Regions from separate parts of the Callithrix jacchus genome. Here region 2 is linked to region 1. A link is a contact called in public Hi-C data. All regions are on one chromosome and are shown on one strand. The core of a region is the stretch at or near the end of the contact, and the rest is flanking DNA. Distances in the headings are between cores, read along the strand shown.

Region 1 (6,347 bases), core at 1,966-4,465:
GCTCCTACAGTTAACTAGATTTTTTTATTTACTAAATACATTATTGTGGGCATTTTATTTTGATACCATATTATCTATTATTGGTAAATTAATAAGAAAGCATTCTGTCTTCACCTGTTAAATACTAGTCAGAATGTCATGATGAATTTCAGGTATTCTTTTTATACTTATTATTATTATTTTGAAAAGGAGTCTCGCTCTGTCACCCAGGCTGGAGTACACTGGTGCAATCTCAGCTCACTGCAACCTCCACCTCTGGGTTCAAGCAATTCTCCTGTCTCAGCCTCCGTAGTGACTGGGACTACAGGTGCCCACCACCACACCCAGCTAATTTTTTGTATTTTTAGTAGAGATGGGGTTTCACCATGTTAGCCAGGTTGGTCTGGATCTCCTGACCTCATGATCTGCCCACCTTGGCCTCCCAGAGTGCTGGGATTGATTACAGGTGTGAGCCACTGCACCTGGCTCTCTTTATACTTTAAATGTTTTATACACCTTTAGAAGAATGAGAATGGACACTTATATCAATGTACCTATTTTGAGAGCAAACCCTGATTCCGCCTTTTTCAATTTTTGCTATTTTTACTAGAGAATGCTGAAAGTCATATTTCTGTGAACTAAGAATGCATGAGACAGTGACTTGGACAAAATGGAAACTCAAGATTCAGTGGGGTACACGGCTTTTGTGTATTTATTTTCTTATTTCCCAAATGAGTCCTGAGACTGAGAGGAATAGCTTCATAAAACGTCTTTTTTTTTTTGAGACATGGTGTCTCTGTTGCCTAGGCTGGAATGCAGTGATGTGGTCATAGCTCACTACAGCCTCTAACTTCTGGGCTCAGGAGATCCTCCCACCTCAGCCTCCTGTTAAGCTGAGACTCCAAGTGTGTACTATCGTGCCTGGCTAATTTTTTATTTTTTTTGTAGAGATGGGGATCTTGCTTTGTTGCCCAGGCTGGTCTCAAAGTCCTGGCCTCAAGTGATCCTCCTGCCTCAGCCTCTCAAAGTGCTAGGATTGCAGGCATGAACCACCAGGCCTGGCATTTTTAAAGTCTTAAAAATGGAAAAACTGGTACATATAGATTAATAAGTATCATTTTACTTGGGAAATTATAGGACTATCATTTTCTAGCTAGATATTTCAGTATTTTTCTAGTTATCTAATTACTTGGTTCTCATTAAGTAAATACCTTTTCTTCAAATTATACATATGCTGACCGTGAAAATGTAATATGATACTAATAGCTAACTTACTGTATTCCAGACATTGTTCTGAATATTTTATACATATTATTAGCTCATTAAGTCTTCCCTAAAACCCAATAAGATAGACTGCGTTACCAATATTTCACAGAAAGGTATTCGTATTTCACAGGAGGTTCATTAAGTAACTCAAATCTAAGATTACACAATGACCAGATTCAAGGCAGGCAGTCTGACCCCAGAGTCTCACAAGTCTCCTTTTAAAAATATCTATTTCTTAAGAAATTTTGGAGTTCAGCACATTAAAAAGATATTTATGAGTCGAGTAATAGCTCTCTTTTGATATAGTGCACACAGCCTGTTGAACTTCTGGGGAGCATCTTCTGCAGGGATTGCACATATCATAGAAATAAGGCTGTGGCTAAAACCACAGTAATTTGACATTTGATTTCCTTTAGATTTTAATATTAATGTATAGTGTATTCCTTTAACCTTCTGAAGGGGGTGGTAGCTGGTGTGAATTAAAAATTAGGAGTCAAAAGGGAAAATAATACCTCAGTGTTCGTATTTAGAGGACAAGTTATAGGGTGATGACTGAAGAGTTCTTTAGTTTTGCTCTGGGATGACAAGTTACAGGGGAGAAAAGTCTAATAAAATTTTAAAAGGAAAATGTAATAAACATCCTTGTGGTTGAAAGTACATGCTCTTTCTATGCAGTTAGCAGAGATTGGCAGGTAGAAATACCTCCTTGGTTTTCCCCAGATTATTTTGCAAGTTTAAAGTATGTCCCTTGTCCCCTCATTCTTACTATTACCAACAAAATTATTTTGTACAGTATTAACACAAGGCTCACACCCTGTAAGGATGCCAGACTGATTGGATTTCCCACTCATCCCTGCTCCAACTCTTTCAATGTGTCAGTCTGACCCACCACCAAATGCATTCCTTTTTTGAGGAACTGGGGGAATCCTGCTGGATTGTTCTGTGCCTAGCTGTCAAAAACATACTGATAAAGTAAAAGCACTGTTTGTCAAGACTAGCCCATAACATGCTTTTTTGTACAATATTCTGAGGCCAGTCTCTCTCTTAAAGTGGCTTGACATGTGAACATTTTATGCTAGTAGCATTGACTCATTTCTTATTTGGAGGCCACATAAGTCATCTTGTATATTTATTTTTTATGATACCATAAATAAGACATTGAAAAGCAACTAGCCTGAAGACTCCTTTTTAAAATCTCTCCCAGTTGTGGTTTTTCAGAAATGAAAAATTGCACTTCCTTTAATGAGGGAATGACTCTTTAGCCAAGGTTTCTACCTTATGATACTCAGATAAGAGATATTTGGTGGACTTTTGCTTTTTTTAAGGGAAAAAATTATTAAGGAGAAGGTGTAGGGGGGAATAAGACTAACATCAAAAAATACTTACGTTTTATGAAAAATATAGAACATACAATTTTATGGAAGTATATAAAAAATGTTAAATAGGCACATGCACAGGAGCTCAAGAAGAATATGGTCAGTCAGTCATCTGATTTGATGAGAGGCAAAGCTGGCCATTTAAAAAGCAAAATTTAAAGTTTCACTGTATTTTTCTTCCTGCACCAAAAGACACTCCTTAGTGGTTAGTGTTGGTTATTAGCATTGGCCTAAAGACCAAACAAGACCATTGAGTAACAACAGGATTTTTAAAGATTCCATATATTTGTCTGTTATTTGTGTTTTATTTCACCTTTACCAGGATGTTTTCAAATAGAAGTAATGATGATTTTAAAATAATTGTACACAAAGCTGTGGTGTTCACATGAACTCCACGTGGTGGAAGGCAGAAATGCTCACTGATCTTTTGTTATGTACCCCCAAACATGTACGAGATCTGACCCAGAAGCAATAGAAACTGCTTTTGTTCCCTTCTTATTCCCCACTGCCACCAAGGAGCCATCTGATGTGGATTCATTAAAAGGGAGACTATTAGGCTTCAGTCCCAAGGCTGCCATCTGTTAAGATTGCTCTCAGTTTATCCACATGGCAGATGTGGTCAGATCAGCCTCAAGCCATTCCTACTTGAGAGGCAGCCTTCTTAGGAAGGGCTGGATTAGGCAGATTAAATTATCTGCCTTGGATCTTAGGGAATATTTCTTTTCCTTTTGATCTATTTATACAAAGGTTTCTATTCTTTGTTTTCTTCTTGACAGGAGAAGAGTAAACTAAAGGGCTGAGATAAGGTTGTGAACCTATGGCATAGAAGCCTGGGAGGCTGTTTAACCTGTTTCTGTTCTTCGCTTAGGCAGTAGTGAGCCAGGTAAATGTTTAACAAGCAGCTCTTTGGAGAAGACGTGCATGTGCATATATAACCAATTGTAAGTCTGTTATAAATTTTACTGATTTACAAGTAGTAAAATATACAACTTACAAAGAATTATAGAACATATAACACTCTTTATCGTATGTTATCACAGAATGCTTTCCCTGTCTTACAGAACTCTTTCATTTGCAGTCAAACTATGGTTGCAGTTGATGAATAACTATGGTTTCTGACCTGATTGTTGGTTGATATTTTCCTTTACACAACAGAATAAGATAAAAGTTAAAACAACAATGACATAAGTTAGAAGTTCACTTGTTTGTCGATGAAGAGAGTACTTTCTCTACTGAATCAGACAACTTTCAAATACTGGAAGAATATTTTCTCAAATTTTGTGCTATTCACAGTGTACCAGCTACAAACATGACATTTATTGTGGATTGTCTAGAGACAGTACACAATAAATCAATCCCAGATTTGTAGCATTTGCTGATTCCTGTGGTATAAATGCTCTGATTTCAAGCTTCCAATGTATTGTCCCTGAGTGTAGACTTAGGAAGAGATGCATAGTTGTACATCATTATGTACTGTTTCCACCATTAAAAATACAACAGAGGTAAAAACTTCAAGAACAAATGACTAGGAAGAGGTGAGCTTTGAGTATTATTTTTGCTTTTGATATAATTTGTTGAATTCTAAGCTTATATAATTTAGCTTTTAATAATGGCTGTGTTCAATAATCAGCTTGCAAAGTTCTTAAAAATTTAACAGTCAGCCCTCACAAGCTGATACAAGCCAGCTTCAGCGCACCACTGACCTTAGGCATTCCAATGGCAGTGGTGGTGGGGGTTAGGGGAGAAATATACCAATATGCCCTGCTTTTAATATGAAACCCAGGGCCCCACTCCTGGAGATGAGTCTAAGGTAAGACATCAGGGCTTGAGGTAGGAACCCCATCAACAACCTCTCTTTGCCAGGTCTTGTTCTCTGCTCATCTCCTTCAGGACCTCATGGGGTGGAGGGTGGTATGAGGGTTTGAGGTGGGAAAGAGTTAATATGCTCCAGATCCTGGGGCTCAGCCACTCTTTTCACTACTGCTAACTTGGGGTACTGGGCCAGCCCCCCTGCCATCCTGCGGATATCCTGCTGTCCTATGGAAATGGAAATCAACCCAATTTCTTAGTTCCTAACCAGAAATTAGACTCCTAGAGACCACTGAGAAAGCAGAACTGAATATGAAAGGCTGTGGGTTAGTTAGTTGGAACCATGAGATATTTTGCTGGGGCTGGCTGCTGACTCATGGGGGAACTTTTCTGTCTCGGTAGCCCAGATGCTCAAATGTCATTGTTTAGTAAAGCTTGAGGGCAAAGCGTGATGGCCTCTTGTGTTGGTGTGAAGCTTACTCAACAAATGAAAAAGATGGTGGCCTCCATCATTTTTTGAAATTAGTCCATGAAACCTAAACTTAAAACACATTAAATAAATAATTATGTTATTTTTAAAAGGAGTTTTGCTTTACAAAAAGTTTTACAGTTACTTAGAAAATACCCTTCAGGTAATTTTAAATGGTGCTTACAAAATCCTCATTTACATATATGTTTGCAGAAATATACCTATTACATTAAATCTATATTCATTGAACAGTACCCAGAGTCTGTTGCATTGTAACTGTAAAATAGGAAATGTGACCCTAACTGAGGGGATCTGGGGAGGCTGCATACTACCATAAGGGTATATTCCAGACAGTAAACACAAGAACTTCTTTTCTTCTCTTTTGCTAGGCTGAGAGTCAATTGTGGTCTCTGAGTGGATGTCCTTTTTGTTGATGTTGAGGTTATTTCTTGTTTCTTAGTTTTCCTTCTAACTGTCAGGCCTCTCTGCTGTAGGACTGCTGGAGGTTCACTCCATACCCTGCTTGCTTAGGGATCACCTGCAGCAGCTGCGCAACAGTAAGCATTGCTGCTGGTTTCTTCTTCTGTTATCTTCGTCCCAGAAGGGTACCCACCAGATGTCAGCCTGAGCTCTCCATTATGAGGTGTCTCCTTAGATATAAGGGGATTGGGGACCTGCTTGAGGAGACAGTCTGTCCCTTAAAGGAGCTCAAGTGCTTCTTGAGGAGACAGTCTGTCCCTTATAGGAGCTCAAGTGCTGAACTGGGAGCTTCATTGTTCCATTCAAAGCTGCTGGGCAGGTATGTTTAAGTCTGCTGCAGTGGAACTCATAACTGCCTTTTTTCCCAGGTACTCTGTCCTGGGAAGGTGGGGCTTTATGTATAAGTTCCTGACGTGCTACTGCCTGTTTTCAGAGATGCCTTGACCAACAAGGAGGTAGTCTGCTGTGTGAACTTCTGTGCAGTTTTGTTTACAGAGGTACAGTTAGAACTGCCTCAGTAATGGTGGACTGCCTTGGTAGTGGTGGACTGCCTCAGTAGTGGCAGACACCCTTCCCCCCACTGAGCAGGACTGTCCTGGGTCCAGCTGTGCTTGCTGCGAAACTCTCAATCCAGAGTGTTTCAGAATGCCGGTCTTTGTCAGGGGTGGGACCTGCTGAGCCAGATCACCTGGCTCCCTGTTTCATCCCCCTTTTTTTCAGTTGAATGGGTGGCTCTGTATCCCAGGTGTTCCAGGAGCCAGTTGAAATGGCTGCCCAGATTTCTGTGAGATTTTGTGCAGAGACCTGCAGCACCAGCAGAAACAGCCATGGTGAAAACTTGTAGCACTTTTCAGCCCAGGAATCTCCTGGTCTGTGGGCAGTAAAAACTCATTTGGAAATGCTGTGATCACTCTGCATTCTCGCTGGGAACTGCATGCACTCCAGAGCTGTTCCTATTCGGCCATCTT
Region 2 (6,347 bases), core at 1,617-4,116, 390 kb after region 1:
CACATCCTAGCTGCATGCTATTTTTTTAATGTTTTATTTGGGAGATGAGCATTTTTTTCTATACCACATACATTCCTTTTATCCATGTACCTACTTACCTGCTAATTGCAACATTCTGTCACATATTTCTCAGTCAGACTCATCTTGACCTTCGAGATGCTTTAAGGGGTTGGAAATCTTAAAGCACCACTTGTTGATATTGGTGAGGGTAGACCCTCAGTGTTAAAGGAAGCAACAGTCATCCAGTCCACCCCCTCCTTCCAAGGCTCGGGGCCCTCCATGATGCCCCTGCCTAGTGGCTGCCTGACCTAGGCTTGAAACCTCGTTTTCTCCTGTCTCCCACCCAACATCAACTGAAACAATCAGCTATAGTCTTAGAAAGTTTGTGAATGAATGAATGAATGAACAAATGAGTGGAAAGTCAGGTACACCTTGTTTGGGGAGACTTTGATATTATAGGGTTGTGATATAACAAAAAACATTTGGTCTTTGTCCCAAGTTCCCGGCATATGGCTAAAACCTTTGGGTGACTTTTGTATGTGAATGAGATGACCAGTGGCTGAAGCTTCAGGATGGGTACTGCTCACCAGAAAAATTGAGGGTTAGAACTTTCAGTGCCACCCACAGGTCGAATTAATCACCAATGGCCAATGATTTAATCAATCGTACCTATGTAATAATCCCTCCATGAAAACCCCTAAACAATGCAGTCTGAGAAACTTTGGGTTGGTGAGCACATCCAGGAACTGGGAGGGTGACCCACGCAGAGAGGCACAGAAGCTCCGAGCCCTTCCCCGATACCTTGCCCATGGCATCTCTTTCACTTAGCTGTTTCTGAGTTGCATCCTGTATAATAAACTGGTAAATATCCGTAAAATGTTTCCCTGTGTTCTGTAAGCTGTTCTGTGGAATTACTGAACTTGAGGAAGGTGTTGTGGAAACCCCCTGAATTTACAGCCTGTCAGTCAGGAGTACCAGCAACAATCTGGGACTTGTGACTGACACCTGAAGTGAAGGCAGCCTTGTGGGACTGAGTCCTCAACCTATGGGATAGCCACAGTCCAGATGGATAATATCAGAATTGAATTGACTCGCAGGACACTCGCCTGGTGGCCCGAAAGACACCGTGCATTTGGAGTCAGAAGCGTTGTCAGTAAAAATAGTTATGGATTAAAAGCACCTAAGAGAAAAATCTTCAAACAGCCCTTCTAGTGCAAACACAGCACTCACTTGATCAAAGAAGCCCAGGGCCTACTTTCTAATCTTATCACCTGTGGCTCTGTGGGAAAGAATTAGCAAACATACCTGTGGGTCTGCACCAAGTGTTAGCAGCCTAATTTGCAAACTCAAGAGACTGAGGGATAACCCCTTCTAAGTTCAACAGACTAAAAGGAACACAGTAATGCTATTCCAAGAACAATGACAGCCACCATCACAGGGTCTTCTATGTCCCAGGCACTATGCCAAGCGCTTCACATACACCCTGCCTTCATCCTTTCCAAAACCCCATCAGGTGGGTGATATTGTCCTATTTAACAGATAAAGAAACTGAGTAAATTCCCTGAAGTCACACAGGTAATGAGTGGTGGAACAGGAATATTTGCCTAGGTCTTTCTGCCTACAAAACACATCCTCTTAACTGCCGTGCAACACTGGCTCAGAAGCTGTTTTATGAAAGTATCGACTTATGAGAATATTCTACTGCACTGCCAGAAGGCAGATTGTCTCAAGGTCATCTGTCATCTTTACCATGTTCACTGTCACCAGTAAGAGGATTTCATACAAGCCTGCACACGTGTGGCTTCCCTGTAGGACTGCCTACATAATGTGTGGGTCTACACATAATTTGTGCAGAATGAAACCTTGAAATCCCCTTGTCCGAATTAAAAATTTCAAAATGATAACAGCAGAGCCTTAAACCATGGACTGTCTAAGTCACATATCCATAAAGCAGGGCCTGCTTCCCAGGGTTCCCATATTTATGCCCAAATAATCTAAGATTCTCTTGATGGAGAAGCCAGACATTCTTGAAGTACAGAACTCATCCACTGAGCTCTTTGGTTGCATTCATTTATTTATTCAACAAATACCCTGTGATCTTATGGCATGAGAACTCATGGGTTAATTAAAAATGCCCCCTAACTAGACACTAGAGCCACAGCTGGACAGAATCCTGATTTTCCTGCTCCCTAAAAATAAGGGAACATCTTTGTCTTGCTGACTTGGCTCAGCAGCTTAGCTCAAAGGCATAGGGGGAAAGTCCTCTTTTTTTCTCTCTCTCTTTTGAGATGGACTCTTACCCTGTGACCCAGGCTGGAATGCAGTGGCACAATTTCAGCTCTGCAACCTCTGCCTCCCAGGTCCAAGTGATTCTCATGCCTCAGCCTCCCAAGTAGCTAGGACTACAGTTGTACACCACCATGCCCGGCTAATTGTTGTATTTTTAGTAGAAATGAGGTTTCACTGTTGGCCAGGCTGGTCTCGAACACCTGACCTTGTGATCCGCCAGCCTCAGCCTCCCAAAGTGCTGGGATTACAGGCAAGAGCCACCGTGTGCAGCCGGGAAAGTCCTCTTTAAGCAAACATATGGATGCATGGACCAGTCCCTGCTTCATCACGGCCACCTCAGCTGCACAGAATCCTGATATTCCTGCTCCCAGAAAACAAGGGAACATCTTCCTCTTGCTGGCTTGCCTCAGGAGCTTAGCTCAAAGGCAAAGAGGGAAAGTCCCCTCTAAACAAACATATGGACACAGACACAAGGATCAGTCCCTGCTTCTCCACGGGCACCTCTTAAGGCAGTGTACCCTTTAACAAAAACACATCATTTTCACTCCTATTTTAATTTTGTTGCTTGCTTCCCTTTGGGTTGGAAGCTAGACTTTGGGGGTGGCTGGTAAGTCATTTTGAAAAGACCTGTTTTCATGCCTCCATTCCTGTGTTGTTGATTTTGGGGCCTTTCCAACCCTTTCCAAATGTGTTTTCAATCCCTTGAGTGCCTAGACTTCCTGCTTTAAAGCCCTCCCTTCCAATCCAGGATTGCCCCATTCACCTTAAAACATTTTTCAATAACCCAGACAAAACCAGGCTGAACATACCCGAGCTCCGGAACCAGCAAATCTCGTTCCAACCCCCGCTGATGACTCCCAGGGGAATCCAAGAGGACAAAGACAAGGATGAGGATAAGGACCCAGGATTTGGGGGTGAATGGCAACTGCTGTCAACTCGTTTTCAACCTTAGCCAGTTGTCCCAGGTGTAGCCTTGGCCTCCAGAGAGCTGGTCCCCAGTTGTTACTCCAGGTCACTTGGAATATAAACAAAGTGGTTGGGCTTCCCTTCTTGGAAATCAAGACAAAGCTGGTGCCGGGCCTGGGAAAGAAGTAATTTGCCGTCTTGCTCTCGCTTCAAAGCAGCAGGAAAATTCAGAGCTGTGGCTCAACAGTGCCCCCTGCTGCGCAAATTGTTCAGGTCTGTCGGACCACTGGAGAATCAAATGTGAATTTTGTGTTGAGATCTGGAGTTTACTTGCCTTGAACCCCATTGAGAGTCTTCAGAGGAAGAGAGAAAGCAAATAAAGTAAAAATAAAATCTGTATATTCTTGGTTCTCTCAACTAACAATGGCTTCCCTATCAGAGCAGACAACAAAACCCAGCATCTCGGCTTTGACTCTACTTTCACTTCAGAAACAGCAGTTTGCGTGCCCTAGCTCTGAATCTAGGAGAATTCTAGCATTTTCCATCAAGATGATGAGGACAGCTTCAGCTGAAGACCTTCCCATAAGGCTCAGGAAGGGGATTTTATAAACTGGTCTTTCATCCAATCACAGGACTCACACTGTGAAGACTCACACAGTCAAGAAAGAAGATGCCAGCCATGGCTTTTTTCTCATATCCCACCAGGATGCAATAAATATCCCCCAACATGTCCAGTCACCAGAAAACTCCAGAAAAGAACTCCATTTCAGGAAATATAAGAATATCCAACATTTTTATTTAGGATGCTGGAAAACACACATATCAACTACAAGGTATTATTTCTAGATCCATAGAAAACCAGAGTAAGGAAACTCTATTGAAACTGATTAAATATACTAAGTGTCTCTTTAATAGTCAAAAGATTGGCAGGACATGGTGGTTCAGGCCTGTAATCCCAGCACTTTGGGAGGCTGAGGCGGGCAAATCACAAGGTCAAGAAATTGAGACCATCCTGCCCAACATGGTGAAACGCCATGTCTACTAAAAATACAAAAAAATCAGCTGGGCGTGGTGATGCGTGCCTGTAGTCCCAGCTACTTGGGAGGCTGAGGCAGGAGAATCACTTGAACTCAGGAAGAGGAGGTTGCAGTGAGTCGAGATGATGCCACTGCACTCCAGCCTGGTGACAGAGGGAGACTCTGTCTAAAAAAGAAAGGAAGGAAGGAAGGAAGGAAGGAAGGAAGGAAGGAAGGAAGGAAGGAAGGAAGGAAGGAAGGAAGGAAGGAAGGAAGGAAGGAAGGAGGAAAGGAAGGAAAAAGAAAAAAAGCTAAAAGATTAACGTAACAATGTTGTCTGCTTCTGGTAACTTTTCTTTTTCTAAATCAGTTTTCAAGCCCTGGATGTTTTTTACTAATGTAATTGAAAAATCAGCTCTGACTTAAGAAATCCCTTCTTTGTATCTGAACATCAAATTACTCTCGCTTCTCTTTGTTTTCCTTCACAAAGAACAAGGAAAGGAAATAGACATGATTCTAAGAGGAGGCAGGAATGCTGGGAAAGACAGAGGATGAGTTCAAAGACTCCTCCACTGAGGAAACTTCACTGCATTTTAAAAGAACTGCAGATATAGGAGTTTATAATTTTCCCAGACAGCAGCATGCAGACATGATTGACTGTGACAAATACATTTTTGGCTTCACTAGGTGAGCTGCTGCCCAACTGATTATTCTCGTAACCTCCTTGAACCCTATTAACTCTTAGCAAAGAGTAATTATTGACTGGTAGGCAGGAATGGGGACGTTCAATTGACCACCAGACCCTTACCAAGATGACCATGTCCCAACAAGTGAAAGGACATGTTTTCTCAACCTTGGATCTGTTGCCTCCTACACTTGTTCCCTTCTGTCGCCTTTATGCACTTGCTTATCTCTTTTGCAAAACAGGCAATTCGATTACGCTAACATTCATCGTGATAATGGTAATAAGGTGAGGCACAAAGAAATTAATGTAGCCTTGATCCTCAGAGAGATATCAGGATAATGAACAGACAGACAAGAAAACACTTTGCACACTCTGTTATGATGAATTGCTGTAAAAGAGGTCTGAACGAAGTGTAGTAAGGACGGTCCCTGGAAGAGGCACAGCTCAAACATCACCTCTTCTGAGAAGCCTTCCTCCTTCTCAAGGCTGACAAGGATGAGAATTCAGCCAACGAATGCTTACTGAGTGCACTGCAATTAGGATCTAGGAGATGTGATGATGAACTAGTTCTCAAAGTGCTTACCGTTCAGTGAAGGGGTAGATACAAACAGACAGATAAATAAAATATGTAAAAGTTGTAATTGATGCAGAGAAGGAAGCAAACAGGGATAATGAGGTAGGACTAGGAAAGGGAGACCTATTTTAGGCGGAGTGGGAAGAGGAGGCCTCTCTGGAAATGGCATTCAAACTGAGGACTGCAGCATGCTTCAGGATCAGATGGTGACAGTCATCTGTGGAATGGTGGTAGGTGGAGGGTTGAAAGTGGTTCTGGAAAAGAGAATGCAAACTTGGGCAAGACGGTGGGAACTGAGGAACTGAGGTAGAACTGAATAGGCTTGTAAGTTGAGGCTGAAGGATAGAATTTACTGAGATGGGAGAAATTTGAGAGTGGGAGAAATTTGAGAGTTTGTAGGAAAAAAACATCAAGAGTTCCATTGTACTTCAGTAATTTCCAGATATCTATGCATTGCATAAATGGAAACAACAATTAGGTTGTATGATATATGAATCCAGAACCTGGAATAAAGGTCTGAGATAGAAACATAATTTGGCAGTTATCAGGATGCATATGTTATGCAAATTCCCAGGAAGTGATTCAAAGGGAATGCAGAGCCCAAGAGAAGACTGGGATTAAAACTGAGTTCAAGAAAATTTTCACAGACTATGCAAGAGCACAGATGAAGGGCTAAGGGAAGAAAGAGAAGAACTACAACTAGGGAGACTTAGAAACGATTAAAAAGGTAAATATTAAAGAAAAAAAACAGCAAGCACTACTAAAATATAGCTAACTCTAGCTTGCTGAGTAATGAGGCTACAGAAGTAAGGACAAGCTGGCTGCCCCATCTGTCACTCCACGGATGACCAGGGTTGATGATGTGGACTTGACCGTC

Evidence for each region. Hi-C and Micro-C count contacts between places; a contact is called where the count stands out from the background.
Region 2: a Hi-C map of induced pluripotent stem cells shows a contact between it and region 1, with 2.1 times the contacts expected there. The contact joins two enhancer-like sites. A contact is called at or near these places in 3 of 3 Hi-C or Micro-C datasets (induced pluripotent stem cells and skeletal muscle).

Annotation. Positions count from the first base shown.
Region 1 is chr10:100,354,681-100,361,027 of calJac240_pri, forward strand. No RefSeq gene overlaps it. Among named protein-coding and RNA genes, the nearest start is that of PDHX, 88 kb to the left of the region's middle. Within about 2 kb of position 3,216, at least 5 of the 16 cell types and tissues checked have an H3K27ac peak or open chromatin away from gene starts, as enhancers often do.
Region 2 is chr10:100,744,380-100,750,726 of calJac240_pri, forward strand. The region is part of intron 3 of SLC1A2 (solute carrier family 1 member 2); the gene reads right to left. Among named protein-coding and RNA genes, the nearest start is that of SLC1A2, 17 kb to the right of the region's middle. Within about 2 kb of position 2,867, at least 2 of the 16 cell types and tissues checked have an H3K27ac peak or open chromatin away from gene starts, as enhancers often do.